Regions from separate parts of the Mus musculus genome. Here regions 1, 2, 4, 5, 6 and 7 are each linked to region 3. The links are chromatin contacts, called in public Hi-C, HiChIP or PLAC-seq and promoter capture Hi-C maps. All regions are on one chromosome and are shown on one strand. Each heading gives the region's core, a stretch centred on a gene start, on an enhancer-like site or on the middle of the called end of the contact. The rest is flanking DNA. Distances are from core to core; before and after follow the strand shown.

Region 1 (2,700 bases), core at 46-2,545, 170 kb before region 3:
AGAGCCTTGTGTTGTCAGACCAGGAAGCACCAGTGGGCCAGGTAACAATCAGACTAGGAATGTTTAAATGTCTCCCTAATGAAAACAAACAAGACAGGTGATGAGGGAGATGGCTCAATTGATAAGGGCTTACAGTGCACACATGAGAATCTGGGTTTCATCCCTGGGACCCATGCAGAAGAGCCACCACGGTGGTGTTGGCTTGTAATTCCAGCATTCAGGTGGCAGACACAGATGGATCCCAAGGCCGGACTTACTGGCTAGTCTTTGAGCTCTAGGTCATTCCAAAAACAAAGTTGACATGTATAACCTCCAAGGAATGACGAGTCAGTTGACATCTATCCATCCCCCCCACCCCCGCCTGCCCCTGGTCCCACCCCGTGTGTAGTCCCACGCTGAAAGAAAAGACAAATGCCAGACAGGCTCTTCTTTACTGTACCCAACCATGCCAATCAATTATCCAAGTCACCCACAGAGTGTACAGAGACATTTATACCCAATGTGAGGACCTGCTTTGCAAATCCAAGAATCCTCTTTCTCTACAGAAGTTCTAGTTGTGTCCCAGGACGGCTTTAGAGGAAGCAAATCCCTGCCTCAAAGTCACTTCTTTATAAACCATGTGGCTGTCAAAGAAACTGCAAACAGAGGCGCTTGAGAAACGAAGATTGAACACCCCCTCCCCCACCTCTGTCTTCCCTGAGCCACCAGGCAGTCGAAGAAAACCCACTCAGACCTGAAGGGCAAGTAAACCTCGAATGAGAATTCTCCGCTAGGCAGTTTCAAGAAACGTCCCTCACACATCATGGCTGGTTATGAGTCCTCCAGATCTCTCCGAGTGACAGCAATCAAAATGGATTTGGGGAATCTCACCCACAGATTAAATTTACCAGTCCCCAGTACAGATGCTCAGTGACTTTGCCAGAGAGGAGATGGGAGGGTTTGAGGCACGACTTGGAAAAGACAAAACAAAGAGGCTTTTGATCATCTGGCATGATGGAATAGCTTAAAGCAGGGGCTACAGATGCGCTTCAGCTGTGAGCCAGACTGGGCGGGGCTGCTCTGGGACTCGGCTGTGCAATTTCTAGGGAGGCTCCTGCGTTTTTTTTGTTGTTTGTTTGCTTGTTTGTTTTTTAAGATGCTGTGAGCTCAAGCGAATGTATGGATTTTCCCAGGGGGGCCACACTGTACAAGATGTTTCAATAGAACTTTTGCTGAATGCCCTGGGTTCCACTCCAATTTTCCTTCAGGAGAAAGCCTGCCTGGGTTCACCCTGCAGCCAATCTCTCCTGGCTACATTTGGCTTCTGTGGAAACCTGCTGCCTGCCCTTTGGCAGCTATTACTTCTCTGAGTGGCAAGAGGGTAGGTACAGAGAAGGTGTCTGTGCTCCATTGAGAGGCCTGGGGCCTAGTCTTGCCCAGAGGCTACTCTACACACCTGCTTTTCCAAACCATCTTGTTCAACCCAGTCCTTGTGTAACATGAATGTATGTTGAATATAACAAGCAAAAAAAAAAATCTTTTTTTAAACTTAGCTTCATTATATACAGTCCTGTGTCCCTAATAACTCAATCTTGGGAGTGCATCAGATATAGGTATGTCTGACTGGGCTTCTGATGGCTCTAATGCAGGTGGTTCATGAACCACAGTCCAATAAACAAACCTTGGTGATGGGACAGTGCAGATACTGAGGTGATCAGATAGATCCTGCTAATGTGAAAATGAATGGGCTTGCTCTTCCTCTTGGCCCCGCCCCCGTTTTTGTTTTTGCAGTGACTAAGATGTAGATTCGGTGCCCACATCCAAACTAGGCAATCAGATCCAGAAATGGAAAATAGACTTATGCTTAGGGTTCTCTCTGGAGTGTTAGGTGAGTTGGTGTGAGTTTAGGCAGACAGGCAGACAGACAGACAGACAGACACACACAAACACACACACACACACACACACACACACACCCCCCACAGAGGAGAGAGGGGAAAGAGAAGAGGGGAAGGCATGACTTGGAAAGTGGAAAAAGTGATGCCACATGTCATGCAGCTCCACTAAGCAAAAATTGGAAAACTCAGGATAGCTTCTCCCTGTCATCTTGCTCACCCATTTTTAAGTTCATCTTAGCAAATTCTCTTGAGGGTTGGAACTATGTAATATATTCCTTTGGGCTCTACAGTGCTCGGGCACAGTATGTGATCAATAAATGCAATTCCATAAGAAGCGACCGACCATGAACCACTTAGGAGTGGCTATGGAGACAGTTGCCAGGGCTTGGAGCTGTTTGCTGTCTGGGACTGGGTGATCGTGGATACCTCGTGTTTGTGGACCTTCCTGAGTTAACTTGGGATGGTAGTCACACATGCACGACTAAACGGATGCACTCACCGATGCAAACAGCAAGGACGGTGTCTCATGTGCTAAGCACGAAAGGTTCCCCGGCACTATTGCTTGGTCATGACAGTGATGCGAGTGGATCCAAACTCTATGGTTGGATACTAATCCTGAGCATCCTTTTAGTGTATGTGGACCCGGGCAGCACACTGTTTATTCTAAAGCGGAAGTAATGATCTAACTCTTCTAGAGGATATTTCATCCGCTCAACACTGCATTTCTCAAAGGCACATATTTACAATGCAGCGGCCCAGTGAAGAGCCTTGCACAGAGGAAAAGCAGATCCTTCCAAACAGGCCTATGTCTTCCAGGGAGGAT
Region 2 (2,700 bases), core at 30-2,529, 170 kb after region 3:
GGAAGCATGGAGGGGGGCAGCAGACCAACTCACCGTTTCGGAGAGCGACTGCGAAGCATGTCCTTAGCCATGGCTGCAAAGACAAAAGGCCATGCCAGCCCTCAGTGCTCGGCAAGGGGAGGTTGAGGCCAAGGTGAGATAAAAACTGAGAAAAAGAGGTATGTGTGTGCATGGTATGTGCATGTGCACATGTGTGTTACACATTCATATACCAAATGATATGTCTGTAAAACATTCAGGTTCTTTTTACCAAAATCAGCTCCTCTGTGGTCAAACATCCAAACAGTTTGGCCTCAAGTGTTTGAGGACTCAGGCATAGGCCCTCTTATTTCTACAGGGATAACTGTTTTTCATGCTGCAAGTTTAAACACTATTTCCATATTGCTGAACAATCTCAGATTTATACTTTTAGCCCTGACAGATTTCTAGGGTCCAAAGCTCTAAGTCAAACTAGCCCATTAGACTTGACAGTTTCATTCAAACTGTCCATAGGCCACAAGGTCACATGACTAGCCTGTACTTGAAGTAGGAATCTGCTTCTACCTGCTGCTGCCAGGTACTTGTCACAAGCCACTCACAAGGCTCCCATAGAGTTGGGGCCAATGCAGGCGTGTCTATCTGCTCTCCCTGGACCCCTGACAGCTCTGTCGTGTTTCACTGGCCTCTCTTCCCAATCCTCATCTGCTAAACTACAGGCCAGCTCCAAGGCAACAGCCGACAACGTGCACAGACAGCCTTGAAAGTTACTGATCACTCTCGGAGTAGGCTTTGTCACAATCAAATGCACATTAGGGGGAAGATCTGATGAGGAGGTGGAGGCAGGAGGGGGGAGGTAGGAAAAGTTAGAGGAGGAGGGGCTTCACTGTGCATATTTACAGAGCTGCTCCTGTGTCCCCTTCCATCCTCTACCTACGCAGCACTAGATCTTACCAGCTCTTCCTACTGCACCTTGAACTCTGCATTTGTTGCTACCTCTCCTGCCAAGAGCATTTCTTACTAGGACTACAGGCACTTCCTAACATGTCTCCTTGGGCCTCCTGGCCAACAGAGGCTGACTTTTCATGCCAGTTCTCACTAACAAACCTTCATGGGTTTATTATAAGTTACGTTAGATTTGCATGTAGGAGACTCCAGATCCTTCCCAGCTGCAGGGGGAGCTGTGACAAGACAGCTCACACCTGTCCACGCTGCTGTCGCGTGGAGCAGTAGCAGAGGGCTGCAACTCACTCATATACTAATGCTTTAAGGGAAGGAAGCCTATCCAGTGAAATAGACAGGCAAGGACATAAAGCCAGGCCACCCCAACCAGACGGGCAGTACAAACGTGCTCAGGATCCCCAAGAGCTTGCCAGAGCTTTGCTGGGCCTCTGTCTCTGTTTGACTTCGTCGTTTTGTCCTTTGTCCTCTTTCTTCCACAAGGATCTACTAGACACCTTCTACTGTAACTTCATCTTGGGCCTGCAGCCTACGAGGAGGGTCAGGGATCTGACTGCACTCTCTTCTCCTCCAATCATGGCTCTCTCTGCTAAGCTGCAGCCCCACTGGCTGCTCCTATGTTCTTCAGACACTCTCCCCGTTGTCACTGGGCCCTTTTTCCGCCTGGGAGGCTTTTCTTCCAGCTATTCATATGGCTGCCTAAGTCTCATGGTAAAGAGAAGATCACAACCCACAGACAGCTCCCCTTGTCAAGCTATGTAGTGATTGTTGCACAGTAAAATTAAGCAAAACGGCAGAGTCACCAAAATTCATGCCTCACCCTTGCTCTGCATACTGGTCTCTCCCTCCGCGGCTAATCTTTTATTTAAAAACCAAACCAAGCCAAACAAACAAACAAAAGCAAAACAAAACAGATTTTTCTATATACTTTCTGCTTTTTTTCATAAAATAGGCAAATTACCTATCTGGCCGTCCTTCAGCTATCATTCACATTCATATGCGATCAATTTCTTGTTAATCTACTTGTTTGAAACTCTGTTGTGGCACTAAGTCCATATTGCTATGCTTTCTTTTGTCGTCTCGTTTTAGTCTCTGGGAACTCCCTTGTGTGGCCATACCATTGCCTTTGTCTGATAATTGAGTAGATTTCTAGACGTTGGGTTGCCAAGGCAGAAGGCAAATATATATGCAGTTTGGTTGCCATAGGCAATGAGTTCTTGTCAGCTCTTTTTGGCTCGGTCCCCCTTTGTCCCTCAGACACAGTGCCTAGAACAGGGGCTAGATTATAAGGTGCACTCAGCACGTATTTGCTGAATGAATAAATGGCTCCACATAGTGCACTGTATCACACATGCAAAGCTAAATTTAAACACCTAACAATTAAGAATAAATTGTATTTCACCATTAATAAGTTATGGTTCTAAATAATTTTACAGGCCTTTTCTTCATAGTAACAAAAAATGCCATAGATTCTTGAAAACTGGAAAAGGATATTTATACTCTTAGGAATTTATATTAGTTTTTAAAAATAAATGTGGCAAAGATGATGCTTTTGAAATTGGGAAAAATGTATCTTTGTGTATCTTCACTTGTCAATCATTAAGCATTCGGCTTTGAATATATCACTACTCAAATACGGAGTTCCTAAGTTAGGTTAAAGAAAGAAACTTTAATAATCAGCCAACTTTTTAGACCCCCAAAGCTTTTTACCCCCAAGAGAAACAAGTAATCATGATGGTTCTATTTCCTGCCTAGTGCACACTA
Region 3 (2,700 bases), core at 200-2,699:
GCCGCGGGTCACAGCGTCGGCGGTGCTGCCCGCTCCCTCAGCACCGCGCCCGAACCCCGGGCTCAGGCAGAAGTCGGGCGGCGGGGTGCCTCACGGGACGGAGAAGCGAGAGCGGCGCCCCTCAGCGGCCCGGCCGGCCGTCACTGCCGGCCGGGGTGGCTCGGGGACCCGGACGCGGACGCCGCGGAGCTCGTTGCAGACACCTTAAAGCAGCCTGAGTACGAGGGGCCGGCCGGCTAGCCGGCCGGCCGTCGGAGCCCCGAGCGGAGCGGTGGCCGAGCGGGGTTGAAGGGATCGCCACCACCCCACCTCGGACCGCGGGGCGCGGAGCAGCGCCAGAAGAAAGGACGCGAGCCGGGCAGTGCAGAGCGAGCGCCCCGGTCGGCATTGTCTGCGGCCCGCGCCCCCTCCCCCGCGCCGCACGCCCCAGCCCGAGCCCCGCGGCCACCCGCGCCTTTGTCCACGCCCGCCCCGCACACCCGCACTCAGCCTGCCGGACAGACGACCGGGACGCCGACACCCACCACCCCGCCACCGAGGGGCGCGTCCTTGCTGATTCATTTCCCACTCGCGCTAGCCCGTCCGGGGAGACGGGGGCGGGGACCAGCGGGAGGAAATGGGCGCTCCGCTCCGGGGACCGTCCGAGTCGCCCGCTGCTGCACCGCGCGCGCCCGACCCGAGGCGGCCCAGGGGATCGGAGGGGAGACCCTGCCCTCCCCCACCCCCGAGGGACAGGAGGACAGACCGAAGGACCGACGGCCCGCGGCAGCCCCGTGACTCACCGACTTGCAGGACGTTGTCTACGCAGCCACTCTCCAGCAGCGCGATACCCCGGCGGAAGGGCAGCCGCGTCTCGTCGCCGCCGTCCGCAGCGCTGGCCGCCCCCACCGACGGGGTCCCGGTGCCCGCGGCGACGGCGGCGGCGGCGGCTGAGGTGGCGGCCGGCGAGGATGAGGAGCCGCCGCGCCGCCGCGCCGCGCCCGTGCTGCCGCCCGCCGCCGCCGCCGCTGTCGTCGCCGGGGCCGCCCGCGGAGCCGCCGCCGGTGTTGAAGGACGAGTACATGCAGATCTCCCGCTCACTGCGGGGAAAGGACCAGTAGACGATGCGGCGCTGCACCGGCTCCGGGATGCGCTCGAAGCGCTCCTCCACGCGCTGGAACGGCCACTTCTCCGCCACCCTGCGCGCTGCGATGTCCAGCAGAGACTCGGGGCTTTGGGTCTTGCCCGGCGGCAGCAGCCCCAGTGCCGCGCCGCCCCCGCACGCCGCCGCCGCCGCCGCACCGCCCGCCCGCGGGCCGGGCCGACAGGCAGAGCTGTAGCCGCCACCCGCGCCGCCGCCGCTGCTGCCCCCACCACCGCCGCCGCCGCCGCCGCCGCCGCCCGGCCGGCAGCAGAGCCGTTTCGCGGGAGGAGGCTGCTGTCCGCGCTCCGCCATGACCGCGCCGCTTCTAACCCGACAGCGGAAGTGCCGGGACCCTATAAACGGCACAAGGAAGCGCGACACGCACACGCCGTGGCGACGCCACGCTGCCATCTAGGGCCCGCCGCTCCTTGTAGGGGCACGGGAGGTGTGGCCTAGGCCGTGACGACATCGCCGAGGAGGAGCGCCGATAGGGAGAACCTAGGGGAGGGGGCGGGGCCTATGCAAATCACTGGGCTGAAACATAAATAGAGCGCTCCGTGGACACGGGGGTGGCGGGGGCACCCGGGTTGGGTGCCCGGTGGGCTGTGAGAATGTCAGGCTGCTGTGACGCGGGAGGCGGGGCTCAGGCGGGGTTTCCGCGGGAGGGGTCGGGCCGTCTGCCAAGGGGAAGGGTGGGTGGGTCTCTGCGCCCCCTGTCTACTCAACTTAGCCCTCCAGCGCCCTGCCTCCTTTTGATGTCCGCCGAGCGTGGACGCTCCTCGTGGGTCGCCGCGGGGCGGGGAGGGGGGAGGGTTCCGGACTAAATGGAGGGCGGGCCGACTGCTCGATGCCCCACCCCCCAGTCAGCCGGCCCCGCGGGGAAAAGCCTCTGGGCGGAGGAGGCGCTTTCAAAACAAAGAAATGCTGCGTGAAGCCCCGGGGACGCGGCCGAGAGGAAGGCGGGGGAGGCGCGGCCCAGGCCGCCTGCTTTCCTTCCAACCCGGCGAAGCGAACTTCCCCCACCCTCGGCCGTGGCTGCGGCGCAGGGGGGAAAGGGAGGAGGGCTGAGCTCAGCCACTGTTTTCCACTTCACTTTTCGCCGACCCAGGTGGGGAAGGGGCGCGGCTGCCCCGCGTAACTGCAGCGCACCCAGCCCTGAGCCCCGGGTTCGCTCCGGCCCGGTGACACGCCAGGGAGCCGAGTCGATCGAGCGCCCGGACACGCGCAGCGCTCGGATGCTGCCCCGCAGCCGCTGGACGCGCGTCCCGAGCCGGCCGCGCCGCCCTGCCCCGCCCCGCCCTCGCACTCTTTCAGTCCTTCGGGCCAAGAAGCCGGCCCGCCCGGCTTCACCCCAGAGCCCCAGTCGCCCTCTGCCGCGACCTGCTGCAGACCCAGGGGGTCGGGCCGCTCACTTAGAGCGCACACACGGGCAGAGAGGATCGCGCAAACTCTCCAACGCGAGACGGTTGTCGCTCACGGCCGCCCGGTGGCGGACAACAGCCGCGGGCGCTCTGGAATCTGCGGCGGGGCTGAGACCTGGAGTCCTTGGCGCTCCGGACGCGCGCTGCGCTCCCTGC
Region 4 (2,700 bases), core at 145-2,644, 190 kb before region 3:
GGACAGGGCTTCCTGGCAAAGGCTACATGTCCTAGCCTTTCCGATGCTAGCTAGCTCTGTTTTTTAAGCCTGAGTTCTGGGCCAACAGGAGGTGGACCAGATGGCACATGTAGCTCTGAGTCTCATTCTCTCCTTCTTCACCCTCCTTTTCCCCACCTGGAATGCAGATGTGCTAGCCAGTCAGGTTGGTCTATGTAGAGCATGGAGGTTGGAGGAGAAAGGGCACTCGTCTCAGACTGCATGTGGGGGGGTGGGGGACGGTGGTTTCCTCACCAGCAGCACTGTCAGCCTCCACCAAGAAATGCCTTCTGCTGGGGCTACCTCACATCTGCCTCACAACAACTGAGTTCAAGTTTAAACTAGTACAAGGCGCTTTGTATGTGCTTCCTGAACCACACTCGTGGATAATAGATTTTGCTTCTACCCAGGAAATAAGACAGAAAGGCTTTTCCATTTGAAAATTTAGACTTAAGTTTTAGGCAGCCTCACCTTGGAAATCATTTCTCCATGCCCTGGTCAAACACAAGGTCCCCTGGGAAACCGAACTGACCCTGCACTGGATCGATTTAAAAGTGTTTCTCCAAGATCAAATGTAGGTCGGGTGTGCCTTGACTAGCAGAGTGTGACTCCCTTTTGCCTGGGAAGCCTCACTGCATTGAAAATCAAGGCCCAGGCAAGTATTCTTCAAAGACTCCTGTGACCCCAATGCCCTCTCACTTTCTTCTGTGTTTAGTCTTCTGATTTGCTAAAGTCTGGGTCCCCCCAAGGAATCTGTACATCTCACTGCGGAAAGAGTCCAGTTCTTGTTTGTGGCTTTCTCCACACGTCCTCTCCTGCTCCTTGGAGTCCAAGGTGCTCACCAGTGAGATGCCCCAACCCCACCCCAGGCTGCTCTAGACACGAGGGGCTGAGAGAGGGAATGTGCCCTGTAGCTCAGCAGAAGGTACAGAGATCTGCCTGAGCAGCCACATCCCCAACCACTGGGCTTGCATCATGCCACTTACAGGAACTGGGCGCCACATGTCCGGTGAAATAGAAGATACAGGAAATGAGCTAGATTCCTAGGTTTGAGGGAGGGCAGGCTCCTCCTTAGCCAGAGGAGTCAGGACAACAGCAGCCACACATGGCACGCTGAGCCCTTGGCAAACGGCACAAAGGAAGGCTGTGTCTATCCATTCTGGGGACAATTTGGGGGTGGGAAGCTGGAAAGCTAACCTTGTTTCTTTTTCCCTTAGCACAAAGCATTGAAAAGTCAAAGTGACGTGTGTGTGTGTGTGTGTGTGTGTGTGTGTGTGTGTGTGTGCTTGCTGTAGCACATGTTTTATGCATGACTGTGCATCAAGCAGTCTGGGAGTTCTACAGACTGTGTTAGGAGGCACAAAGACAAAATGGGCTCACGTAGCAGACAAAACCAGTCCTGGAAAAAAAAAAAAACAGCCCCAAGTGCTGGGGGTTTGGGAGGTGTTCTGACTCAGCAGCTCAAACCATACACCCCGGTTCCTCCCTTGCAGAGCCTCACAGTGGCATTTAAAGCCAGGGTCCAGACTCTATGAGGGGGCTGAGCTGCCAGACCGGGGTGGCTCATGCCACCTCCATCCTCTCCTTCCTCAGATCTCAACCTGGGACCAGACCCTCTACCCTGAAAAAAAATAAGAAGTTAACCTAAACACTTGAGCGTCTCTTCCTCTCCTAATGGCTTGCTAATCATCTCTTGGTCCACCTGTGTATGCACACAGGGTCTTTCTTAGATCCCACAGTGGGACTGGAAGCTTCTGGGGACAAGGGCTCAAACATCTCTCCCTTCAGTGCCCATGGCCTCTTGCACGATGCCTCACACAGACAGGTTTTAATGAGTATTTGACTAGCGGGTCTGGTTTAGTATGGAAGGATTCCTTTTCTTTCTGCACTTTACAAAACTAGGTGTTGATAAGGTCCAGTCACCCCCAACCCTGCGGCCAGTTCTGGAGGTTTTTGCTGCCGCTACACTGTGTGCTTTCAGCTGTGAGCACAGAGCAAAATAAAGGCATGCCAGAGTCACCTACCACCTTCTCGTCCCTCTCTCCAGGTCCTCCTGTTTCTGGGGAAAACCATCAAAGGCACTGAGGCTGGTAACAATTACCAAGGAATGAAATATCAATCCCTCTTTTGCCGCTGCTAGGTAATGACATTAGAAGTTCCCTGTGATTGTCCTGGGATGTATGGGAGTTAGCATGAGGTAGAAGTGAGGGCTCTATGGAACTTCCGTGTAGGACTTCCTCCAAGGGGAAAGCAGATACCCACACAAAATGGCTTCCTGACTGAACAGGAGGACTTGGGACCTTAATCTGGTGGCATTGGACTAGCACTGACCTGAGTTTCTAGTAGAGAATCCATTTCCTGTGTGTCTCCAGAAACCACCTCAGTGTATTTCCGGGAAGTATTTCTGTCAGCTTCTTCCACACCTCAGGTTTATGACCAGGACAGCAGGGGACCTGGGTTGTGGCACTGGTAGAAGACAGTGTCTGGTCCTTTTGGTCCTTCATTGCTCTCTGTTCCAGTGCCCCAGACTCCGGTAGATCCACCCTCCTGGCAGGCATCCTCTTGGCCCCAGTCTTGACACGTGTGCTCTGTATCTGGGTGTGTTTCTCCAGAGTGCTTGTGGCACTGCTTCCCCTCATTCAGGGGTGACTGCAATGTCACTCTCTTCCAGAACTCTCTCCT
Region 5 (2,700 bases), core at 54-2,553, 150 kb before region 3:
TTGTTGTTACTACTACAGTATTTATCCAAAATGAGAAAACTAACAAACTGAGATAAAGACAAGGTCAGGTGTCCTGTCGGTTGCTCACTCATCAAAAGTCATTTGTAGACCTTGAAAAACCAACCGAACCGCTACCTCAGCAAGCAGGGGTTCTGCTCTGATCACTTTGAATAGATAACAAGTCCTCCAACACAGACTATTATGGCTATAAAAGTATAGAGTGCCAGGCCTTGTTTCAGACTTTCTAGGGATTAGTGGGTCCATCTCAGCAGCTCTTAGAGACAGCCCCTCTGTTGAGACCGGCTGTGCAGAAGAGGGACCTCAGAAACTGAGACAGTAGCCATCAGCTGAGGGCGCCCACCCGAGACGAGCTGCTGGGATTTAAGGATGGGCAGCCACTGTGAAGTCCTTAGTGTTTACATTAGAACACCAGGAAGGTATCCAGCTTCCATTTTAGATGATCCAGACAGATCATCAGCTGTTCAAAAAATAAAAATCTCCATAATTAGGTAGGAATTTGTTTTTTTTCAACATTCAACCAAAACAACTTGGATTTTATTTTTACAGATATGTTATCAAATTAAAAAAAAAATTCATTCATCTTTAGCTTATGTGTATGGGTGTCTGATTGCACGTATGGCTGTGTTCCACATGAGTGCATTGTCAAACACTTTTAGGAATGGTGAATAAAGGCCATTTCCATGGCTGTACTTTCAAAACTCCATCTCTTCCAGCAGAACGTGAAACCAAGTTCCATCCACACCAGGAATCCCATTCCAATAGACAATCTCTTTCATAATCACCTTTTTTTTGAGTCCGGAACATTTCCAACTGTTTCTGCTGTTGTCGTCGTAATGTGTTCACAATAGCTATTGCTAGTCTCAGTGCTTCTCTGGGGTACCCGTGAGAACGCAACGCATCCACTCTTGCACAGGCTGTAGGGACGTGTTCTACAAACAGAAACCCAGTAAGGGGGCAAAGTGGCCGCTGTTAGATCCATCCATAAAAGCGGGCTACTACAGTAAGATGTTCCTCCCCAAGAGCCATAGAAGAAGATATAAGAAACCATTTCTGAACTTGGATCTGAATGGAAATTTCAGCCCCCTGTGCCAAGCATTCATGCGTTGCCCATTGAATACCTCGCTCCTCTACCTCCCACTCCAATAATGCTATAGAAACTAAACAAAGGAGTAAGTCATGGAAAAGTCTTTCCGGTTTGGCCACTTACCATGCCAGAGGGGCCACCCCCGGGAGTCAAAGAGGGAGTTTTCAGTGTCGTCATGGTAACAGTAGTTGGTGTACAGGTCACTGCTGATAATGTGCTGCAAGTGGCTATCCTGCCAGTGGAGATCACATGCCTCGATGGCTCTCGTGAACACTGTCCGATGAGGCCTGTTCGATGAATCTGTTTTTTCCACAATTCAGAAAGCCGTGTCAGCTATTATTCACATGTGAATAAATCAGTCATACCACTCTGCGGCCAGATGTTCATGAACCCACACACACTGCCCTGCACCCACTAAGCAGAAGGGCGCAGGGTGAATGGATAGTCTCACATCCTAAATGCTCGATGGCAGTTAGCCTAAAGAGTTTCCAGACATTTACTTGTTGTATCAAACACAAACATTCTGCAGCCATTAAAGCTATTGTTAAAGGCATCCTGCAAAAAGAATTGTCATGTCTAGTCTCCATGTCGAAGATACGCTAAAGAGGCACTTGTCTTTTAAAAAAAAAAAATCCCATGAAAACTCACTGCTCCCCACTTCTGAGGTAGTGTTGGGCTGCCCCTGATGGGATCAACAGCTCTCACAAACACTATGCAAGAGATGCGACACCAGCCATGGAACCTTTCAGGAAGACGCAGTCAGCCTTAAAACTATGCGTAAGGGTTGTGCTTTTGGTTGTATTTTTTAACTATATTGTGCGGTTTTGCACAATTAAAACTATTATGCTTCTTGGGATATAATGGTTAAATGCCACTTTATATCCCAAAGGGCATAAATGCATCTGTTTAACATTTCACAAAGCCACACAACATAGCTACAAAACAAACCAGCGCACTTACCTTGCCCCTATAGGCTGTCTCCTGACTCCTGGACAGGTTCCATGGCTGGTGTGATGTCCCCAGCATAGTGTATGCCGGGGCATCACAAGAGAGCAGAAGCATACAGTCCGAAGGGGGTTCAAGGTTCAGGACCTGACGAAGAAAAGAAATGTTTGGGGAATAAAGGATATTCTCACCTCGGCTCCTTGGGTTGTTCAATTCCTAAAGAGACTACTACAGGAACTCCCGCCCCTTGGGCCCCAACTCTAAACTAACTTTCAGCTGAACCGTGGGGCAATGAACAATTCATTTACATATACCTAATAGTGCTCAAGGACAGTCCCCTTCACTGCTCTCGGAGACTCAACCAAAGAAGCAGCAAAATGAGGAAAGGCTTTATCTTCCTGTCATTGGACTTCTGTCTGAGCAGACAGAAGGCAAACCACCAACAGCGAGCACAACTGTGCTGAGAAGAGCAGCCTGGTGGCTTCATCTACCCCCGGCTCTGTCCTGCTGAGGGAACTAAGCAGCAACAGAGACACCATGACTTGTAGCAGTCTCACAGCCAAGTACTGCCGAGAGTCAAACACACCCCTTAATTTAGCTAATGCAGCCAGCCATTTGCAACGGCTGTCGGTAAGTCTACAAAGACATTT
Region 6 (2,700 bases), core at 120-2,619, 230 kb after region 3:
CTATGCCCTCACTGACAGTGGAAAGGAGACCACTCCCAGTCTCCCAGCAGACAGCCATCTCAGACCACCTAACCCGAAAGCGCTTTAGAAAAATAAGGCCCAGTGTGCACTTCCAGGGACGACTACTAGAAGACATAGTATTCTTTTCAAATAAGAATAGTTGAGACTCTCAATTATAACCACAAACAAAACATCTGAAAACATTTTCTATGTTCTAATATTCATAATCTAGTATGTTAATAAAGTTCAATAATTTCACATTCCTATTTTCTAGGTAATCTTATATATTTGGGTCACATTGCTAATTAAATATAATTCTTTTCTCTATAAGGTAACTACTTTTACTTAAACTTGTATAAACTCTAATTTTCCAGAAATGCTATCTGAGGGCATGCTACATTGTTAACGCTGTCCACACAAAGAGCTCTGGATGAACAATGACCCCCCATCCCCAGAGCCTTCGGGTCTCCCAGAGACCACAGGATTTTTCAATTGAGTGTAATATGAAGGGCTTACAAAAGAAGCGTTAAGTACAAAAATACAAGGTTTTGTCTGTTTTGCTTTTTAAAAGCACTTTAAAAGGAGAATGGACTTTTTAGTATAAATTTAAACACGCTTATATTTAATATCTAAGTATATATTTCATCATTTGTAGAAAATCTAGTACATACTTAAAATCTGGGAACATTGTTACTACATAAACAAGAAGAATCAAGTCGTTCTTAAAGGCACAGTATTATACAGGCTTTTCCTGAACCCCTGTAAAATGACGGTATTACAGAGACAAAAGGCAAGCTTGTTTTCTATGGGATTGGAATAACGATTTCATGGGCTTGCACGTAACCTGCAATTCACCTGAGAACAGCAATCAACTACCCCAGAATGTTCTGGCTGTTCTGAATGAGTGTTCAAATCTCTGAAGGCTCTTACGAAGAGACCCTGTGTGATGGAGTTCTGTAGCTTTAACAACTGCCTTATTTTTGCTGTTTAAATAGTGAAGACTGACTTTTAAGTATATATTAGGTTTTCTATAGATGAATAAACACATATTTAGATATCAAATGTAGACATATTTAGTTAAAATCAATTAGGCTGAGGAGTCTTTCCCTCCTGGCTGTCTATATTTTTCTTTAATCCCGGTCAGTGTAAACCCTTATTACCAGTAATTTGCGGCTGGAACGTCGAGGAAAATGCTGGCCTCACAGGTTTTTGTCATGTCTCCCCCTCTTTCCCTGCAGGCTTCTACTGTTGATGGCCTTTATGGAAATATGAATTCAATCAGCAGCTGCACATTTTATGAGACGTCCATCTTCATGCTGAATTTCTAACTGAGTGTCAAAACAATCCGTGGGTCTCTCCCTGATGAAACGCACATTGAATTGTAAATTTCTGCAATTTCCTCACGTTTGACTTTCGGCTGCCAGCCTGGAAACAGCCTACTGGCCTCAGCAAATCACTCTCCATTCTTCCGTCTTCACTGCATGTAAAGAGTTAAAATAACAAAGAGCACGGTGGCAGCTTCCCCAGCATGGACAATTAAATTTTCTGCATTAATAAGGAAACAAGCCAAATCCCCCTAAAATACACGATACATCTTATAGAGACCGTTACCTAAGAGCGTGTGAGTGCTATACGGTCATCTGTATTTACTTATGCTGCTCGGTGAGGGAGACAAGCTTTGACAAAACTAGTATTTTCTATATATGATATCCATGGAGTGCCTAACTGAAAAGCAGCCACAAAGTCATGACTAGCAATGACAAGTTTAATGAGAGACATTTTTTGTCAGGTATTTCCAAGATAAAAATACTAAAAGAATTAAAACAGCCAGACAGGGCATACTTCTTAATATATAATTACAACTGGGTTAATTTTTCACCAAAGAATCATTTTCAACTGAAAAACAAATGGAACTGCTTTTAAAGAACACACTATTACAAAACCTATGTTGTTTTAGAACTAAATAAGGAAAATGTCTCGAGCTTTGAATTAAGAATTCACTATACTTTGCTTCAAGATACCTACAAGATACTGCTTCTTATAAACAGTTTTCACTGTTACAAAAAAAAAAAAAAGCCGGGAAGCTGCTGCAGTAAGCAAGCACTATGTCCCTAGAATCATAACGGAAACAATGGCTTTTCAGTCATTTCTTTAATAAACATTTATCGAACATCTCCTGTGTACCAGGTAACGCTTACTGGGCCGAGAGGAGACAGAGATCCGAGCACCCCGTGCTCTTCTCTCCGAGAGAGATGGCAACAACAAAACAGCTGCTAAAGCGAGGCGCTGTAAGTGCTATGAACTGGAACAAACTCAGAAGAGCACTGGAGAGGGACAACTGTCCGTAGACAGCGATGACACTTCCAGAGACAGAGGAGTCACCAGGAAGGCAGCATAAAGAAGAGCTGACCTCCAGGCAGGGGCAGTTCATGGCACACAGCAGCAAAGCACAGAGGGACTGTGAAAAACTGGTAGGAGCCAGACATGGCCAACAGGGCTGATGTGTGGTGACGGGCTAGACTAGGTAGGCTGGAGTCTTAAAATATTTATTGAAGCATTTACTTTTTAAATAATAAAATATTTATTGAAACATTAACTAGAATGCAGGACAGTGGGAGAGATTTTAAGCATGAATATAAAACTAACACATTTCTCAAAAGCATATGAAACCATACAAACTAGAGTATAATGAAAAAGAAC
Region 7 (2,700 bases), core at 30-2,529, 250 kb before region 3:
TCCAGCCCAGGAAATGTTGCCACCCACTTGTGGTATGGCTTCTATCTCAATTAACCCAATCTAACATCTCCCTCCTAGACCTCCCCAAACTTACCTCTCATCGATGGTTTCAGAGCCTGTCAAGTTGATGACCAATATTAGCAGAAGCAGTTCCTGTAAGATTACAGAGTGCACTGGCCTTAGATCTTTGCTGTTTATGTTCACATTCTTCCTTAGGTGGAAGGCCTCTAACGTCCCTTGCTTTTCACTCTCCCAGGGTCTGTGCTGTTACTCTTGACATATAGTCCCCATCCCCATGTCCCCATGGGGGACAGAGCAAACAACCCTAACAACGGAGACATAAGCCCAAGCACATGACTCCTCTAGTCCAAGAAGATGTAAGGTCTCCTCCAGGGTGATGAGGGGACTTTGCCAGAATGTTAAGGGCTCTCATCAGTGTGCTGGGCCTCCAGGCTGGGGACAACTATCATAGATTCCCTCTCTGCTTAATTTCAGCTCTAGGACAACTGTCTGGTTAAGTAATGCTCTAATCTGTACAAAACAAAAACAAACAAGCACTATGGTCATTGAGCTATCCCGTCCCTCAGGTCACAGGAACATAACATCCTATAGGAGATTGACTGGAGTGTCAAAGTCCAGGCCCAGAGTCTGGAACATTTTAACAAACTTTTCAGAAAATTCTTTAAAATTTGAGAAATGTTTGGCTAGGATAAAACTTTTTAGCAATAGCATTCTATGCCCTAATTTAATCGATCTTTCTGGAAGTGAAACCTGGCATCTTTGCGCTTAAGAGCTTCACAGCTTGTTCCAGGGTGCAGCCAAACTAGAGAGCCACTCCTTGGCGGAAGCAGAACTCTGAATCAAAGGGCAAAGCCCAAGGTACTGTGCATGCAGCTGAGTTCCAGTCCTCCAAACAGTCATCAGGCATTTGCCTAGTAACAAGGGATTCCTAAAATATTTGCCCTTTTCTAAGCAGAGGCAACATCAGCCTTTTGAATGGCTACTCATTGTCTGTGCCTCATAAAAATATGTTGGGCCTCCACCGCCCAGGGCTCAAGAGCAGCGTGCCCGTTCCTTTGTGAACCCGGGCCTGCCTGACATGGGAAATGGCCCCTTTTGAGGCCGCTTCTCCTTTTGCTTTTGCCACCCCGGGTATTTGTGATTCTGGACAAGGCATACGCCTCCTTACCACGTCACTTTCCTCATTTGCAGACACAGTGTCCATTGATTTCTTTGGTTAAGCTGACTGGTGTCCCTGGCTCACGGCCAGTGACTATTTCTCTGCAGCCATCCTCAGCTTGGGGGTGAGCCAGGAAGGGGGAGAGAGGGCTGCTCGCTCTGAGCACAGACTCCAAGTGCTCTCTGTCCCGTGAGCTCTCCAAGTGTCAGGTTGTTCTTCTGATTCCCTTCAACATGGGCAGGTCAGGCAGAAGGCCTTGGAAGTAAGTCTGTGAACAGAACCAGCACTAGGCTCCCCTGAAATGTGGGCGTTCAGTGCAGTCCAGGCTCCAGCAGAGCCAGGCTTTAGGGGTACAAGCCAGCTTTCAGGGAACCCTCCGAATGACTTGGATGAGCTCTCTGCAACTATACAGCAATGTACCCACGGTGTAAGTATAGTTGTATCTATAGATGGTGACGATGTATTTCTTTTTAACATTACCATGTCACACAATTGCTACAGTCCTTCTTCCTAACCTATTCCTACTCATTGTTAGTCCCGTTGAGCCATGCACACGTGTTTCATGTGCATGTTACAATTTGATCTTCACCACCATTTGGGGAGATAGTTCCTAATATTATGTTCATTGCACAAATGCAAAACCAGGGTTTAAATAATATGGAAAGTGACAAAGTCTAGATACTGTTGTGTGTACCTCCAGACATGGGGTCAAGCCCTCATCTCTACTCTCAGCGTTTCTTGGAGACAGGGTCTTCCCTCCTGGCTATACTTGTTTGGGAACCAGTTATAGTATATGGCATGATCAAAGTTATTCAGAAACTGGGGAGCAGGGGGAGGGAATAGGGGATTTTCGGAGGGGAAACTAGGAAAGGGGATAACATTTGAAATGCAAATAAAGAAAATATCTAATAAAAAATTATTCAGAAACAGTAACAAAGATTGGAAAATAAAATTAGATTCCATTTTTTAAAAAACCCACAAATTTAATATGAAATATTTTTAAATAAAATAGAATCACTAGGAGAAAATACAAGTAGATAGTTGGGAAATTCCAAAGTGGAAAAGGCCTTTACAAAATAACATCAAAAGCAGAAACCATAAACTAAAGTATTAAGAATCTGGGCTCTGCCAATTTAAACATAAATGTAATCAGCAGACTGAGATATGTCACAGTGGTAGAGCAGTTGCCTAGCTTGTGTCAGGTCCTGGGTTCAGTCCCCGGTATGGGGTTGGTGGTGAATTGGCAACTTGCATTAAATTGCAGAATATAGGGAAAATAGATTGAATGTAAAAAATGTTCTTACAAACTAGTAAGAAAAAGATGAATATTCCAATTAAAAATAAAGTAGGCAAAAGAATAAAGACTATATATACATACTATGTATGTAAATTGTATTGTATGTAGTTGATGAGGACACTTCTGCATTCTCAGCAGGTGGGCGTGTACATTGACATAACCTCTCTAAAGGTTGATTTGATAAAATGTTGCAAAACTTTTTTTAAAAATGCAGAACAGTTGA

The links. Promoter capture Hi-C pulls out the DNA fragments that hold promoters and counts their contacts. A called contact is a pair of places that touch in the nucleus more often than the background predicts. HiChIP or PLAC-seq counts read pairs in DNA pulled down with a chosen protein or histone mark.
Region 1: a contact with region 3 is called in an H3K4me3 HiChIP or PLAC-seq map of forebrain, with 2.7 times the contacts expected there. The contact joins the enhancer-like site here to the promoter of Zswim6 in region 3. A contact is called at or near these places in 8 of 39 promoter capture datasets (embryonic stem cells, epiblast stem cells, hippocampal neurons and 4 more), 1 of 15 datasets of contacts at CTCF or cohesin (CD8 T cells), 6 of 484 Hi-C or Micro-C datasets (bone marrow-derived macrophages, embryonic stem cells, nephron progenitors and 3 more), 13 of 115 datasets of contacts at active chromatin or transcription factors (bone marrow-derived macrophages, embryonic basal ganglia, embryonic forebrain and 7 more) and 2 of 9 other capture datasets (adipose tissue and liver).
Region 2: a contact with region 3 is called in a Hi-C map of stem cell-derived motor neurons, with 6 times the contacts expected there. The contact joins the enhancer-like site here to the promoter of Zswim6 in region 3. A contact is called at or near these places in 8 of 39 promoter capture datasets (the HPC-7 cell line, cranial neural crest, embryonic stem cells and 4 more), 1 of 484 Hi-C or Micro-C datasets (stem cell-derived motor neurons) and 10 of 115 datasets of contacts at active chromatin or transcription factors (bone marrow-derived macrophages, embryonic basal ganglia, embryonic forebrain and 7 more).
Region 4: an H3K4me3 HiChIP or PLAC-seq map of bone marrow-derived macrophages shows a contact between it and region 3, with 2.2 times the contacts expected there. The contact joins the enhancer-like site here to the promoter of Zswim6 in region 3. A contact is called at or near these places in 7 of 39 promoter capture datasets (3T3-L1-derived adipocytes, the HPC-7 cell line, cranial neural crest and 3 more), 3 of 484 Hi-C or Micro-C datasets (embryonic stem cells, pancreatic cancer cells and reprogramming fibroblasts), 15 of 115 datasets of contacts at active chromatin or transcription factors (CD8 T cells, the NIH/3T3 cell line, bone marrow-derived macrophages and 9 more) and 1 of 9 other capture datasets (liver).
Region 5: an H3K4me3 HiChIP or PLAC-seq map of neural tube shows a contact between it and region 3, with 2.5 times the contacts expected there. The contact joins the enhancer-like site here to the promoter of Zswim6 in region 3. A contact is called at or near these places in 10 of 39 promoter capture datasets (the 3T3-L1 cell line, 3T3-L1-derived adipocytes, the HPC-7 cell line and 6 more), 1 of 15 datasets of contacts at CTCF or cohesin (CD8 T cells), 18 of 484 Hi-C or Micro-C datasets (3T3-L1-derived adipocytes, the HPC-7 cell line, astrocytes and 11 more), 15 of 115 datasets of contacts at active chromatin or transcription factors (bone marrow-derived macrophages, cardiomyocytes, differentiating embryonic stem cells and 10 more) and 4 of 9 other capture datasets (adipose tissue, embryonic stem cells, liver and 1 more).
Region 6: a contact with region 3 is called in an H3K4me3 HiChIP or PLAC-seq map of embryonic forebrain, with 3 times the contacts expected there. The contact joins the enhancer-like site here to the promoter of Zswim6 in region 3. A contact is called at or near these places in 15 of 39 promoter capture datasets (the 3T3-L1 cell line, 3T3-L1-derived adipocytes, the HPC-7 cell line and 8 more), 10 of 484 Hi-C or Micro-C datasets (Sertoli cells, cerebral cortex, cortical neurons and 5 more) and 13 of 115 datasets of contacts at active chromatin or transcription factors (bone marrow-derived macrophages, cardiomyocytes, craniofacial prominence and 8 more).
Region 7: a contact with region 3 is called in a promoter capture Hi-C map of liver. The contact joins the enhancer-like site here to the promoter of Zswim6 in region 3. A contact is called at or near these places in 13 of 39 promoter capture datasets (3T3-L1-derived adipocytes, the HPC-7 cell line, cranial neural crest and 6 more), 12 of 484 Hi-C or Micro-C datasets (brain, cerebral cortex, cortical glia and 5 more), 17 of 115 datasets of contacts at active chromatin or transcription factors (astrocytes, bone marrow-derived macrophages, craniofacial prominence and 9 more) and 1 of 9 other capture datasets (embryonic stem cells).

What each region holds. Positions count from the first base shown.
Region 1 is chr13:107,718,411-107,721,110 of GRCm38.p6, forward strand. No RefSeq gene overlaps it. Among named protein-coding and RNA genes, the nearest start is that of Gm52061, 30 kb to the left of the region's middle. Within about 2 kb of position 1,296, at least 27 of the 459 cell types and tissues checked have an H3K27ac peak or open chromatin away from gene starts, as enhancers often do. A contact at or near this core is called in forebrain, where this site is marked.
Region 2 is chr13:108,062,417-108,065,116 of GRCm38.p6, forward strand. The region is part of intron 3 of Ndufaf2 (NADH:ubiquinone oxidoreductase complex assembly factor 2); the gene reads right to left. Among named protein-coding and RNA genes, the nearest start is that of Smim15, 19 kb to the left of the region's middle. Within about 2 kb of position 1,280, at least 7 of the 459 cell types and tissues checked have an H3K27ac peak or open chromatin away from gene starts, as enhancers often do. A contact at or near this core is called in neural tube and stem cell-derived motor neurons, where this site is marked.
Region 3 is chr13:107,888,615-107,891,314 of GRCm38.p6, forward strand. It overlaps Zswim6 (zinc finger SWIM-type containing 6), which reads right to left and starts at 1,450. Exons shown (of 18, transcript NM_145456.3): 1 at 990-1,450; 2 at 980-988; 3 at 972-977; 4 at 967-969; 5 at 783-964. The coding sequence starts at 1,435.
Region 4 is chr13:107,699,412-107,702,111 of GRCm38.p6, forward strand. No RefSeq gene overlaps it. Among named protein-coding and RNA genes, the nearest start is that of Gm52061, 11 kb to the left of the region's middle. Within about 2 kb of position 1,395, at least 156 of the 459 cell types and tissues checked have an H3K27ac peak or open chromatin away from gene starts, as enhancers often do. A contact at or near this core is called in CD8 T cells, the HPC-7 cell line, the NIH/3T3 cell line and 3 more, where this site is marked.
Region 5 is chr13:107,742,733-107,745,432 of GRCm38.p6, forward strand. It overlaps Zswim6 (zinc finger SWIM-type containing 6), which reads right to left. Exons shown (of 18, transcript NM_145456.3): 10 at 1,229-1,405; 11 at 804-950. Among named protein-coding and RNA genes, the nearest start is that of Gm52061, 55 kb to the left of the region's middle. Within about 2 kb of position 1,304, at least 25 of the 459 cell types and tissues checked have an H3K27ac peak or open chromatin away from gene starts, as enhancers often do. A contact at or near this core is called in neural progenitor cells, neural tube, stem cell-derived neural progenitor cells and 2 more, where this site is marked.
Region 6 is chr13:108,121,947-108,124,646 of GRCm38.p6, forward strand. The region is part of intron 1 of Ndufaf2 (NADH:ubiquinone oxidoreductase complex assembly factor 2); the gene reads right to left. Among named protein-coding and RNA genes, the nearest start is that of Gm52057, 13 kb to the right of the region's middle. Within about 2 kb of position 1,370, at least 8 of the 459 cell types and tissues checked have an H3K27ac peak or open chromatin away from gene starts, as enhancers often do. A contact at or near this core is called in cortical neurons and embryonic forebrain, where this site is marked.
Region 7 is chr13:107,641,257-107,643,956 of GRCm38.p6, forward strand. It overlaps Gm32186 (a long non-coding RNA gene), which reads right to left. Exons shown (of 8, transcript XR_873933.2): 4 at 1,190-2,700; 5 at 95-153. Among named protein-coding and RNA genes, the nearest start is that of Gm32186, 21 kb to the right of the region's middle. Within about 2 kb of position 1,280, at least 63 of the 459 cell types and tissues checked have an H3K27ac peak or open chromatin away from gene starts, as enhancers often do. A contact at or near this core is called in astrocytes, brain, cerebral cortex and 8 more, where this site is marked.